4 separate regions of the Mus musculus genome follow, and regions 1, 2 and 3 are each linked to region 4. Evidence: chromatin contacts called from public Hi-C data. All regions are on one chromosome and are shown on one strand. The core of a region is the stretch at or near the end of the contact, and the rest is flanking DNA. Distances in the headings are between cores, read along the strand shown. Region 1 overlaps Tbc1d1 (TBC1 domain family, member 1). Region 2 has its middle 20 kb from the start of Gm31363. Region 3 overlaps Gm43837 (a long non-coding RNA gene). Region 4 overlaps LOC105244755 (a long non-coding RNA gene).

The links. A called contact is a pair of places that touch in the nucleus more often than the background predicts.
Region 1: a contact with region 4 is called in a Hi-C map of uterus, with 5 times the contacts expected there. The contact joins two enhancer-like sites. A contact is called at or near these places in 1 of 484 Hi-C or Micro-C datasets (uterus), 2 of 115 datasets of contacts at active chromatin or transcription factors (astrocytes and fibro-adipogenic progenitors) and 1 of 9 other capture datasets (adipose tissue).
Region 2: a contact with region 4 is called in a Hi-C map of uterus, with 4 times the contacts expected there. The contact joins two enhancer-like sites. A contact is called at or near these places in 2 of 484 Hi-C or Micro-C datasets (bone marrow-derived macrophages and uterus) and 2 of 115 datasets of contacts at active chromatin or transcription factors (both in embryonic stem cells).
Region 3: a contact with region 4 is called in a Hi-C map of the N1E-115 cell line, with 6 times the contacts expected there. The contact joins two enhancer-like sites. A contact is called at or near these places in 2 of 15 datasets of contacts at CTCF or cohesin (large pre-B cells and pro-B cells), 9 of 484 Hi-C or Micro-C datasets (the N1E-115 cell line, bone marrow-derived macrophages, cumulus cells and 4 more), 5 of 115 datasets of contacts at active chromatin or transcription factors (embryonic basal ganglia and embryonic stem cells) and 1 of 9 other capture datasets (embryonic stem cells).

Annotation. Positions count from the first base shown.
Region 1 is chr5:64,288,158-64,290,857 of GRCm38.p6, reverse strand. All of the region lies in intron 14 of Tbc1d1 (TBC1 domain family, member 1), which reads right to left. Among named protein-coding and RNA genes, the nearest start is that of Gm38634, 32 kb to the right of the region's middle. Within about 2 kb of position 1,392, at least 88 of the 459 cell types and tissues checked have an H3K27ac peak or open chromatin away from gene starts, as enhancers often do. A contact at or near this core is called in adipose tissue and uterus, where this site is marked.
Region 2 is chr5:64,430,446-64,433,145 of GRCm38.p6, reverse strand. No RefSeq gene overlaps it. Among named protein-coding and RNA genes, the nearest start is that of Gm31363, 20 kb to the left of the region's middle. Within about 2 kb of position 1,270, at least 43 of the 459 cell types and tissues checked have an H3K27ac peak or open chromatin away from gene starts, as enhancers often do. A contact at or near this core is called in uterus, where this site is marked.
Region 3 is chr5:64,388,599-64,391,298 of GRCm38.p6, reverse strand. It overlaps Gm43837 (a long non-coding RNA gene), which reads right to left. Exons shown (of 3, transcript XR_003955925.1): 3 at 1,424-1,570. Among named protein-coding and RNA genes, the nearest start is that of Gm43837, 12 kb to the right of the region's middle. Within about 2 kb of position 1,333, at least 114 of the 459 cell types and tissues checked have an H3K27ac peak or open chromatin away from gene starts, as enhancers often do. A contact at or near this core is called in the N1E-115 cell line, where this site is marked.
Region 4 is chr5:64,737,373-64,740,072 of GRCm38.p6, reverse strand. All of the region lies in intron 1 of LOC105244755 (a long non-coding RNA gene), which reads left to right. Among named protein-coding and RNA genes, the nearest start is that of Gm26761, 39 kb to the right of the region's middle. Within about 2 kb of position 1,317, at least 28 of the 459 cell types and tissues checked have an H3K27ac peak or open chromatin away from gene starts, as enhancers often do. A contact at or near this core is called in the N1E-115 cell line, adipose tissue and uterus, where this site is marked.

The DNA of each region.
Region 1 (2,700 bases), core at 143-2,642, 450 kb after region 4:
CTCTGACTGCATCTCTAAAAATAGTAATACTGAACTGTGGGCTTTAAATGGGTGATTTGTACAGTATACAAAATATATCTCAATAGAGTTGCTTTGTAAGTAAAAATAAACTGTGTTTTCCAAGGAAAGAATCCCTTCCCAGAGCTCATGCTGCCCTCCCCTTCGGGGCCATCCCTGTACCTAGGGACGCTAGAGGGTGTAGAGCTTCGGGGCCAGCAGGCTGGTGCAGTAGGAACTGTCAGCAGACATTCACGGGAGGGAAAGCTGGGGGTACAGAACAGTACCTACAGGACATGGAGCCTCTGTGCTGGTCATACTCAGACCAGACTGCACTAAGTCCACAGATTTGATTCCCCTGAAAACACTGTAAACTTCTTGCCATTGTCTTATTTAAACTCAACAGCTTATTGAAACCTTGAATGGTAACAAATTAAGCTAGAGAAGAAAATCACATCTGTAATTCCAGTACTCACAGGATTGGGAGTTCAAGGACAGCCTTAGCTACACAAAGTTCAAGACCAGTATGAACTATGTGAGACCCTGTCCTCGCCACAAAATTTAAAATGAGAATGACAAATCAAAACGTCCACTTTGGACTTTGTCCTGGGGGCATGCTCTGAGCAGTCACTTGACCCTAAGGAGGAAGTCCCTGGCAGCTGGATGCTGCAATCAAGTCCTGGTCACCTGACTCCCAGGACCCCCAGCTCCCACACTGCAGTATAGAAGCCTCAGCTCTACTCCTCGAGCCTTGCTAGCAAGCAGAAGTGGTCGAACTTGCTGTCTGAATTCCAGAGGTGCATCAGGAAAAGCTGACAGGGCTGCCTTAGCAGTGTTAACAAGTGCAGGCAGGAGCAGCCAGCCAAGGCCAGTCACAGTGGCTTCTAGGATGATATGCCAAAGACAACACATACAAAAACAAACACAAAACAGAAGAAAAAACAAAACAAAACCAAAAAACCAAAAACTTCACATGAACAATCAAATCCTTGGTTTGAAAACTCCATCTCAAGACAGATCTTTATTCACCACCGAAAAGCAAAGTTAAATAAAACTGAAGGAAAACCAATCTTGCCAGGGGAGGTGGCACATGCCTGGAACTCCAGTATCTGTGAGGCTAGGGCACAGGCTGCCAAGTAGCACTACAGAGCCAGACCCATCTCAAAGAGGAGAAATTAAAAATAATCACATCTGTCAACTGGACACTACCTGCTTCTGCCGTTGCCATAAAACCCTGAAGAAAGGGAGACTAGTCCCATAAAGTCCTACAGAACCCACAACTCCCTATTCAAATAAGTTACAAGTGGGCAGAAGGACAACTATCTTAACTCAAACACAACAGTACTGGGGAAGAAAGCAAGCTCTTTCTTGGGGATGGGAGAGCAGAGCCACCAAGACCAGGGAGAAACACTGCCACCAAGTGGTGACAGGCTCTCCAGTCACCCGAGGTTGCCTGGTCTTGATGTGGCAGCAATCCCAGTTTTGGAGAACTCACATGAGTCTGGCCTGTGAGAGGACAGCCTGGGTACTTAAGAATCTCCCCAGAAGACCAGGGATAAAGTCCATATGGTTGAGTACTTGCCCCGCAGGCATGCAGCCCTTAGTCCAACCTCCGCACTAAACAACACACAACACAAAAGCCAGAAAGACAAGCTACCAGCACCAAAAACCACCACCACCAAAAATCAGGCACGGGGGCACACCTGTGGCACCCCGGCACTCAGAAGTGGAGGGAGATTCGAGAGTTCAAGGGCAGCATCAGCTATACAGTGAGCTCAGGGGCAGCCTGGCTGACCCAGTCTCAACAATGAAGTCCCCGTGCCCAGTGAAAGACAAGCACTCCTGATCAAGAGAAAATGCAGAGATGGAGACGGCGTTTGCATTATTTCACTTATGTTAGCCATTAAAATCTCCCCGAGGTAAATCAATTTTTGAAAACAAATCAGCCACTAAGTGCTTCCCACCTTTTGCACAGTAACACAGAAGTCACACCGAAGATCCCTTACGCGCTTTAGTCTGGCCTTAAACGTTTACTTCTTGGTTCATGTGCTATCTAACCTAAAGTTCTTCAGGGTTTAGGCCGACCCAGCTGTACTCATAAGCCAAAACAAAACAAAACAAAACTCTCAGCCTTGGCTTTACTGGACTATATACTCACATAAAGGGCTTCAAGTCAATAAATCACTCTTATTTATGCCAAAAAGAGTTTCCTTCCCCTTTTCAAAACATGTCAAAATCTGAAGGCATCTATTGTTGGTAAAATGCACACTGTGATATGAAATACTTAAATGAAAAGAACTAAATGAAGGCTAAAACTGTTCCCTGGCACAAACAGAACAAAAAGATTCTCTCTGTTCCAAGTGGAGAGCTGCCTAAAAATTATTTCATAATGACAAAGAGTTCTCCTTCATATGGTACGCTGAGAAAAGAAACTAAAGGGCACGCAGCACAGACTAGCTAGTTAAGAGCTGGTTTCCAGCATCCTCTGCTGTCCTGACAATGAGGAGAGAGCCCTCGACAAGGAAAGCAGACTTGTGTAGACAGTGCATCTCTGGAACACAGCACTGGGCAAAGCCTGCCTGCAGAGGATGCCAGTAGACCGCTGCTTTCCCAGGTCCATGTTTACCCGCTTACTCGGTATCACTGTTCTCCAGTGCACCCTGCTTTCTTACACACGCATCCTTCTCATAAAAGGTCACTGGC
Region 2 (2,700 bases), core at 21-2,520, 310 kb after region 4:
TGCTGACCCATCTTGCTAGCCCTTGTTATTGTGTTAACATACGCTGCTTCTAAGGACAAGCCTTCATGTACACAGTCTTAAGGTATAAATTAGGTCAGTGTCTCTAATCCAAGACCAATCCAGGAAGACTATATATGACCCGTAGTCTCTCATCTCCAAATTCTGTTCCAGTACCATCTGGTACATTGAGGAAGGTCAGTTGTCATCTTTCTATTTCTTCAGTCTAACAAATATAGACTGCACCCTGCCCTGCTCCTCCCATGCACCAAACATTAGGGATACCAAAGGAGCTAAGGCTTCTATTAACACACTAGTCTGCCACCTCCTGAAAAAGTAAATATCAAGGTGTCCTGGGAGGTGGCTCTGTGGCAGAGCATTTGCCAAGCATGCATAAAGTCCTGGGTTCCATCACTGATGCTGGGGGCTTAAGGGGACAACAGAGGTTGCACTGAGAGAGGTAGCCAGAGGTGGGCTAGGGAAAGAGAAAAGCCTGCAACCAGCAGGAGGAGGATAGGTAAGGGCCCCACGTGGATTCGTTCTGATGCTGGCTGCTACATCCAACTGGAGAATGAGTGAAACTCTATATCCATGTCCTTGAACGACTTACCATTCATGTTCATGGACTTGGTCCATGTCTGCAAACTCCTCCATCTCTCTGTCCACGAGATCCTTCTCTTCTACATCCATGAATTCTGTCTCATCCGTGACTGCAAACTTTATCCCGTTCATATTCACAAACTGTTATTCTATCCATGTTCACAAACCTGCATTCATGCGTGCAAACTCCACCCCCCACCCGCTGTGTTCATGGACCCTGTCCCACCCGTGTTCATGACCTCTCCCTATGCCATCCATATCTGCCATTCCTTCGCTTGGCTCCAAATCCCAAGTCTCTGAGACTTCAGTCCTACAAGTACTTCATCTACAGAATCACCCCAAAGTAAAAGCCACCAGTGGGAAACGTTCATGATAACAAGATGGCAGCCAGGTGGCAAGCCAGCAAGAGCGCTCGAAACAGCCTGAGGACACGGGGAAAGAAAGAGGTACTCAGCAACCCCACAACTGCTGTTATCCCATGCTGAAGACAACTTGTTCCTCCCTAGACCTGGCTGCAGGAGGAGGAGGAAAGTCACAGAGGCAGCAAGCACCCCAGCCTTGCTTCAGTGCCTGACAAGGCGTCTTGCCTCCGGGAAGGAGCTCCCTATAGCTGCTTAGAGAAGTCAGGGCCCTGCACACCACACCCTACACCTCCCTCTACTTCTTTGCCAGGCTGCACCTGGCCTCTGGCCTCACCTGCCCCACCCAGTTACACCCATGATTCCAACAGTGGCCAGCAAACACAAAGCTATCAGCAATAACAAAACAGAAGGAAGAAATTCAAGTCAAACCAGGTTCCGGCTGCCCTCGGCTGAGCTCCTGCAGCACTGTCTGGTGCCTCCAGCCTTCTGCGTCCCAAACCCAAGTTGAACGGCCAGATCTTATCTGACTTCTCACTGGGCTCTAAGGGTACTGTGTCCTTTCTGTGTCTGGGCCCAGCACCCCTGTCTGAATGGCACCACAGAGATCCAAGAGTGGCTGCAGCCTTCCTACGCATTGCACTGCATTCTCTCAGTCCCCTCACATAGCACTCACATAGCACCGTGCCTCGCTCTTCCAATAATTTTGGCCAGCCCAGTTTTTTTAGAAGCAGGACTTGAAACTCAGAAAGGTGCAGTCTTCCATTAGACTAACAGTGAGAAACAGAGCAGGTGACTACCTGATTAAAGTAAAGCGTTTCTTGGAGCATCTGTCTTGTATGCTGTGAATAGACCTATTTTCCAAAACAGGTTCGACTTGGAAAGATCCTTCTTTTGATTGGCACCTGTCTGGTGGACCCACACCAGGCTGGGCTGCAGCAGGATTCATGTTTGCTGTCTCCCACCTCCATCTGAAATGAAGCTCATTTACTGAGTTACTCAGAATTATCCAGACTGGCTTTGCAATCCCTTCTCCAGGGTCACACATGCTAGGCCAGGGGAAAGCGTTCCTGAAAACCAGGACAGGAGACAAGGCAGGGTACTGGACAGACATGGGGACCCGGAGACCAGCAGGCAGGCCTAGCACACTTCTAAGCATCCATGCAGATCCTAGCACTGATAGAGATGGTGGGGACAGACAGGAGCCATTTCTGGACCAAAACTCACAGAGCACTGGGTGGAGGCTGGTGGGAATTAAAGAATAAGTGTTCCATGGGAGCATCATTTGTTTCAGAACATTTCTTTTTCTAATTCTCTGGGGGAATGCAGCCTGCAACTCTTTCAACTCTAAGAAAGAAAAGCAGCCTCCAGCCACCACTGAACAAAGGCCACCATCTACTGGTTTCAGAACCACATTCCCATCAGACAAATACATCACAGGGTGTGGCCAAAACAACCTGGTTTATTGGCACCCTGACCCCAGGTCAGAAGCCGGAGATAAAATGTGACTCCAGGCTCTTGCCTTGGGGCTCTGGGAACAGCAAGCAGGGACCCACCCTGCTCACACCAACTGGCCATTCTGGTTCATCAAGATGAAATTGTTTTCCTTCGCAGCCGCACCCAGTGCTCCACCATAAGAAGAAACAGGTCAGGAGCATCCAGCAAGGTTTGACCCTTTCATGGAGGTTCCTGCCCAGAGCAATGCAGAGGTCACATCTGCAACCAGGTCTAGAGCAAAACTTTC
Region 3 (2,700 bases), core at 84-2,583, 350 kb after region 4:
GCCTAGGGTCTTGCAGCAGACAAATGGTATTTTTGGTTCCTTGGTAAGTCTACAAACCCAGGGTTCCATCTCCTGGCATTAAATAGCTTCCTTCCTAATTGGAGCATGCTCAAAAGTCAGACCCACCATAGGGCTTGTTAAAATTCTGATGGCAGTACTCCACCCACAGGTAGGACCCTGGGGCCTGTATCTCTAACAAGTTCCCAAGAGATGTTGATGCTGCTGGCCCTGGACCACACTCCGCATCTCCAGGGATTACTTTGTGGTGCAGCATTAGCCCCAGCAATGCCATTTTCACAAAGCACCATTTAAAACATGATTCCAGGATAACATATTATGTAAGACCCCAGAAGCACAAATCAGCATGTGAGGTCAAGAGGTAGAGGAGAGTGAAGAGCGTGAAGCCAGGTAAGCCCTAGCCAAACACTGAGAAGAGAGCTCTGGACGTCCTGTGCCTCCCATAAGGAGCGCACATCAAGGGATCGTGGAAAAAGTCTTGTTTATAGTCAGGCTTTCTTTCTCATTCCTGAGGCGACCACAGCTGACCTGGGCAAAACAGGCCTGCCCTGCCCAGACCTGCCCAAGGTGTTCCCTCATTCCTTGGAGGTGAAGATGGTACGGGCGGGGGGGCGGGGGGGAGTTGTGGGAAGGGGTATGGGGGACATGGTCTGGGGATACTGTCTGTCTCAGCCTGCCAGCCCAAGTGGACTCTGAAATTCCAATCTGAGTAGCTGAGAAGACAGAAAATGTTCTGACCCTTTCTGCAATCACAATTTCTTAGAAACATCAACATCAGAAGGTAAAACCTGAGTAGATTAACCACTCAACTTCTTCCCAAATTCTTTTGCCCGTTCCATTCCTTCTGAATGGAAATTTCTTTCTTGTGGCTATTCCTAGTCTCCCTTCCACAGTCAGCTATGGCTCCTGTCTGGGCGGTGGTCTCAGGCACTTCTCCCTCTTTGGCTTCCACACTTGCAGCATCCTTAAACCTTCAGCCAATCAGCATCTCCTTTGCAGGCTCCTTTGCCTCCTCCCTTTGTTCTTTCTGAATGATCATTTTCTTTTCTGTGACATCGACAACAAGAACTGAAGAAACAGAAGGAAAGGTAGCTGTAAGCAGAGGGAGGCTGGAAAGGGATTTTCTCTCAGAGAGAGAAGAAAGAAAGAGTGTAGAGATGCCTAGCAGCCCCCTGGAGGTTTTGAGGAAAGAGAACCCAGGCAGGTTCTGGAAGCAACAGAAAGAAACAGGGTGGAGATTGTAGCAGGGGTGGCTCTGTGGTGTGGTTACAGAGTGTGAAAAATGCAGTAAAGGGGATACAGCAATTCTGAAACCTCCCCTGGTGCCAGGGACCCTTATGCTTTAACTGCATCACCACTGTGGGACTAGGTGGCCTGGGCTCAGCCTTCATTGGCTCACCTCCGCACGATCCTTCCATCTTTGACCTTGCCCTTTCCAGTGTCTGGCACAGTGCCTAGGCTGTGGTAGTTGCTCAGAAAGGGCTCCCTTCTTTCCTCTCTCCAGCTCCGGGGCATCCTTCATGTTGACATGGGGACAGAATTGGAGTTGAGGCTGATAGGACAATAGGAGATGAGGAGGGAGGGTAAATAATGCATAGCACTGAACCCTCCCCCCCCCCCCACACCCTGGACCAAATACCAGCCTCACAATGCTGATCTTGGCAGGGGGCCCACCATCTACCAGACCCCCCCACCCCCGCAGGCCTCTGGGGTATGGCTAATTAAAGACACGCTTACTCATTTCATTCCCAAGTCACTATTTAAGGAAATAGAACCATGCCATTCCTCTAAGGCCTCTGACCTTAGATACTAGAGGCAAACAATGCCGGGGCTTGTCCAAGTGGCCATAAATGCAGAGCTGTTCAAAGAGCAATTGAGGGCCAGAAAGGGAGGACAGCACAGGCCACACAGCTGGGCCAGCTGCTGGATGGTCCCCTCCTTCCATTCTCCCCACTCTCTCCTCTTCCCCATCCCCTGCAGAAGCTAGTGGCAACCCTCCCACCCTGACACCCCCTCCCTACCACCTCCTCACAGTTAGCTCCTGGTTTTCTGAGCTCATTCAGACTCCTAGCTGACTCAGAGAAGCCTTAGTGATCTCCATGGATTTCAAGCAGGAGCAACTTGCAGCCTCTGGGATTTTTCAGGGTTTTTTGAGACTAAAGAAAAACATGGCTTTTGTATCTGTGTGTCGTGTATGTGCACATGTATGTTCATGTGTACATGTCTATCTATGCATGTAGGCAGAAGTCAGATAAGGACACCTGGGATCTTGTCCCATTACTCTCCTTTTTATTCCTCCTAGACAGGGTCTCTGAACCTGTGTCTGGACTGATGTATTGAGGATTGGTTCTAATGCTTTGATTTAATCAGGAATCTGTGTGTCCAAATGCTGAAGGACCTTGTCCCCAATTGGTTTTTGATTGATCAATAAAGATGCTAGCAGTCAATGGTTGGGCAAAAGGAGATGGACCGGGACACTTAGATTTGCGAGGGCTTGGGATAGAGAAGTGGAGACAGAGGATTGCCTGAGATGGCTTGAGATGAGTTGAGAGATGGCTCAGATTTAGAGCTGTGGCAGAGAGAGCCTCTGAGCAGTGTAAGAATTCTGGTAAGTGGCCACTGCCCACTTCCCTATTGGGCCTGGGGTAGCAGGCAAAGGCTTAGCACTGCCTAACCTTTGAG
Region 4 (2,700 bases), core at 68-2,567:
TACTGCTGAGTCTGCAGAAAGGCCTCATTATCAAGAAATCAACAGCATACTTAGCCCTGCAGCCCAGGGCAGACCTGGGCCCGGGGGTGGGGGTGGGGGTGGGGGTGGGGGTGGGGGTGACAGGACTGTTTCTTGCAGGCTTAAAGAGGACAAGCCAGGAGTGGCCGGAAGAAGAAAGGTGACTCCCAGGGCCTGGGCCAGAGAAGGGTTTTGGACAGGAAAGAGGCCTCATAACACAGCACACTTGACAGGAATTGTTTAAGGCTTTAAACCTTTGCCAAGTAACGCGAGACAGGCCCTATAAGTATTTTAGCTATATATAGGGTGTAACCTGAAAGTGCCTCCCTCTGCAGAGGCTTTTGAACTGACAGTGCCTCCCTCCTGGGAGGACAGAGTGGGGGGAAGGGGTCCTGCTAGAGACACACAAAAGTAGGGGAGCACTGCCTTTGAAGAATTTCCTCCCTTTTCATGCCTGGGGTGTAACCAGAGACCAGTGTCAACAAAGAATCCCGCTTGGGAAAGCTTTTGTGCTCTGCTCTCTTTCGGGGGGCGTGACTCGGTTTTTCAGAGGTCAATGAATTGTAAATTGTATAAGTTTATGTTCTCCTGGACTCCGGTGGGGGTGGGGGTGGGCTTCTGAGGGTGTGTGAGTGGAAGAGGGGTGGGTGGTGTCACTCCAACATCCTGGAAACTTGCTGTATGGTAAGACCAGATCTGGCCGCAAGAAATCCTCCCACTTGGAAGAGAGCAGGAAGCGTATGTGGGTTTGGATGCTCACATCTGAATTTGCTCTAGCAAATAAATCCATAGTAAAACTTGAAAATAAGGTACCATAGCACGTGCAGAGATGGTGATAGTAATACAGTCAGTTATTTGGTTGGTCTGATTGCTTTCCTGCACTTAGGACTACTTGTGTGCCTCCCAGTAGCACCTACTCTGTGCTGTGCTCTCATAGGTTGGGGCTAGTTGTTAATCACTTTGTGTGTGTGTGTGTGTGTGTGTGTGTGTGCGTGCATTGATATCTCCATTGTTCTTCTCCTTATTCACTGAGGGTCTCACAGTTGAACCCAGAGCTCGCTGAAACGGCTAGTCTAGTTAGCAAGCTTGCCCCGAAGTTCCTTTCTCCCCTTTCCAAACGCTAAGATCATACTTAGGCAGGCCCCCATGCCCATCTGCATTGACCTGGGTTCTGAGGAGCTGAAACCCAGTTTTCCAGCTTTGCACACACAGCAAACACTTTGTTCATGAGCCACGTCCCTGCCTGCTCCGTGACTCGTTTTGATCGATATTTCTTATCCCTCCAAACTCCTACAACCCTCTGGCTCTACAAAAACACATTAGTGCTTGATGGGTGCTTGTCCCATTCCAGACCCTGTACTGAGTAGTGGACAGAGTGAATGGGCTTTCACTTTCTCAGAATGTGTAATCTGTGTTGGAGGAAAGCAGACACTGAAACGAGCAAGTGATGTAATGTATCGGCAGTTGATGCATAATAAAAAGAAACATTAGGGACACCCAGGAGGCAGCTGGTGGCGTCTCTCAGGAAAACGGGGCTCCAGGGGGAGCATGTCTTGCTTCCCACTGAAGGCTGCTCTAGACAAGGTGGGTGGGGTGAAGGGACAGGGGCGGGAAATATAGTTGATGGGAACCCATTGCTGCAGACCTGGGGGCCTTGTGGGTCACTGCAAAGTCTGAATTTCCTTGTGGGTGAGGTGGGAAGCCTCTAGAATGTCTTTAGAAGTGAGACAAACATTCTGGCCACTGCTTTAAAAATAAATCCTAAGGGCAAAGGTGGGAGCCGAGAAACACGATCCGGTGATCTGCGCAAGAGGGGATGGTGGCTTGCTGTAAGGATTTTCCAGACTTGAAGTCTCTGGGAGGGCCGGAGGGCTGGCAAGATTTCCTGCTGAGTGGAATTCTAGGCTGGAAAGAGGCAAAGGTACGCAGCCTTCTTCCCCTGGGCCCTCTGAGCAGAGCAGGGTGGGGACTGACCCCTACAAGTTGGTCTGGGGTGGTATCCTTTTTTTGTTTTTTGTTTTTCCTCGTGGTCACTGGCAGCAAGCCAGTTTCACCCAGATCTGGAGAAGAAAATGAGAGCAACATTTGGGCTAACATGGTTAACTCATGCACTGTTCTGGGTGAAGAGAAGCCAATTTGTGTGGCCCAGGCTCTGGGCTTCTTCCTGCAAGGCTCAGGAGGAATTTGGAGGCATCACAGGGAGATCAGGCCAGAGAGAACTGTGGGGAGGAGTCCCGGCTTCTGCAAGCAGAAGCATGTCATTTCTTCTTCCGTCTGTGCATCACTTCAACATTTATTGAGTGTTTTTGTGCTCGTCTACTATGCTAGGTGCTGTGCTCAAAGATGAATAAAGTCCTGTTTGGTAGAAATTTATATCATAGGTCAAGTGATAGATATATAGGATAGACAGAATGTTCTGGTAGTCAAGATTTAAACCCACCCTCCCCACTGTGTATGTGTGTGTGTGTGTGTGTGTGTGTGTGCTGGGGAGGGGGCTTGAATATGCCAGGTATGCAGATGGAGATCAAAGGACTGTCTTTGGGAGACCAGTGTCTCCTTCCACCTGGAAGATGGCCCCAGCTCCACTGGAGACAGAGTTGATTATTCTACATCCAGATCTGCAGGCAACAGAGAGAGCAGAGAGGAGAGGGAGAGAGAGAGAGAGAGAGAGAGAGAGAGAGA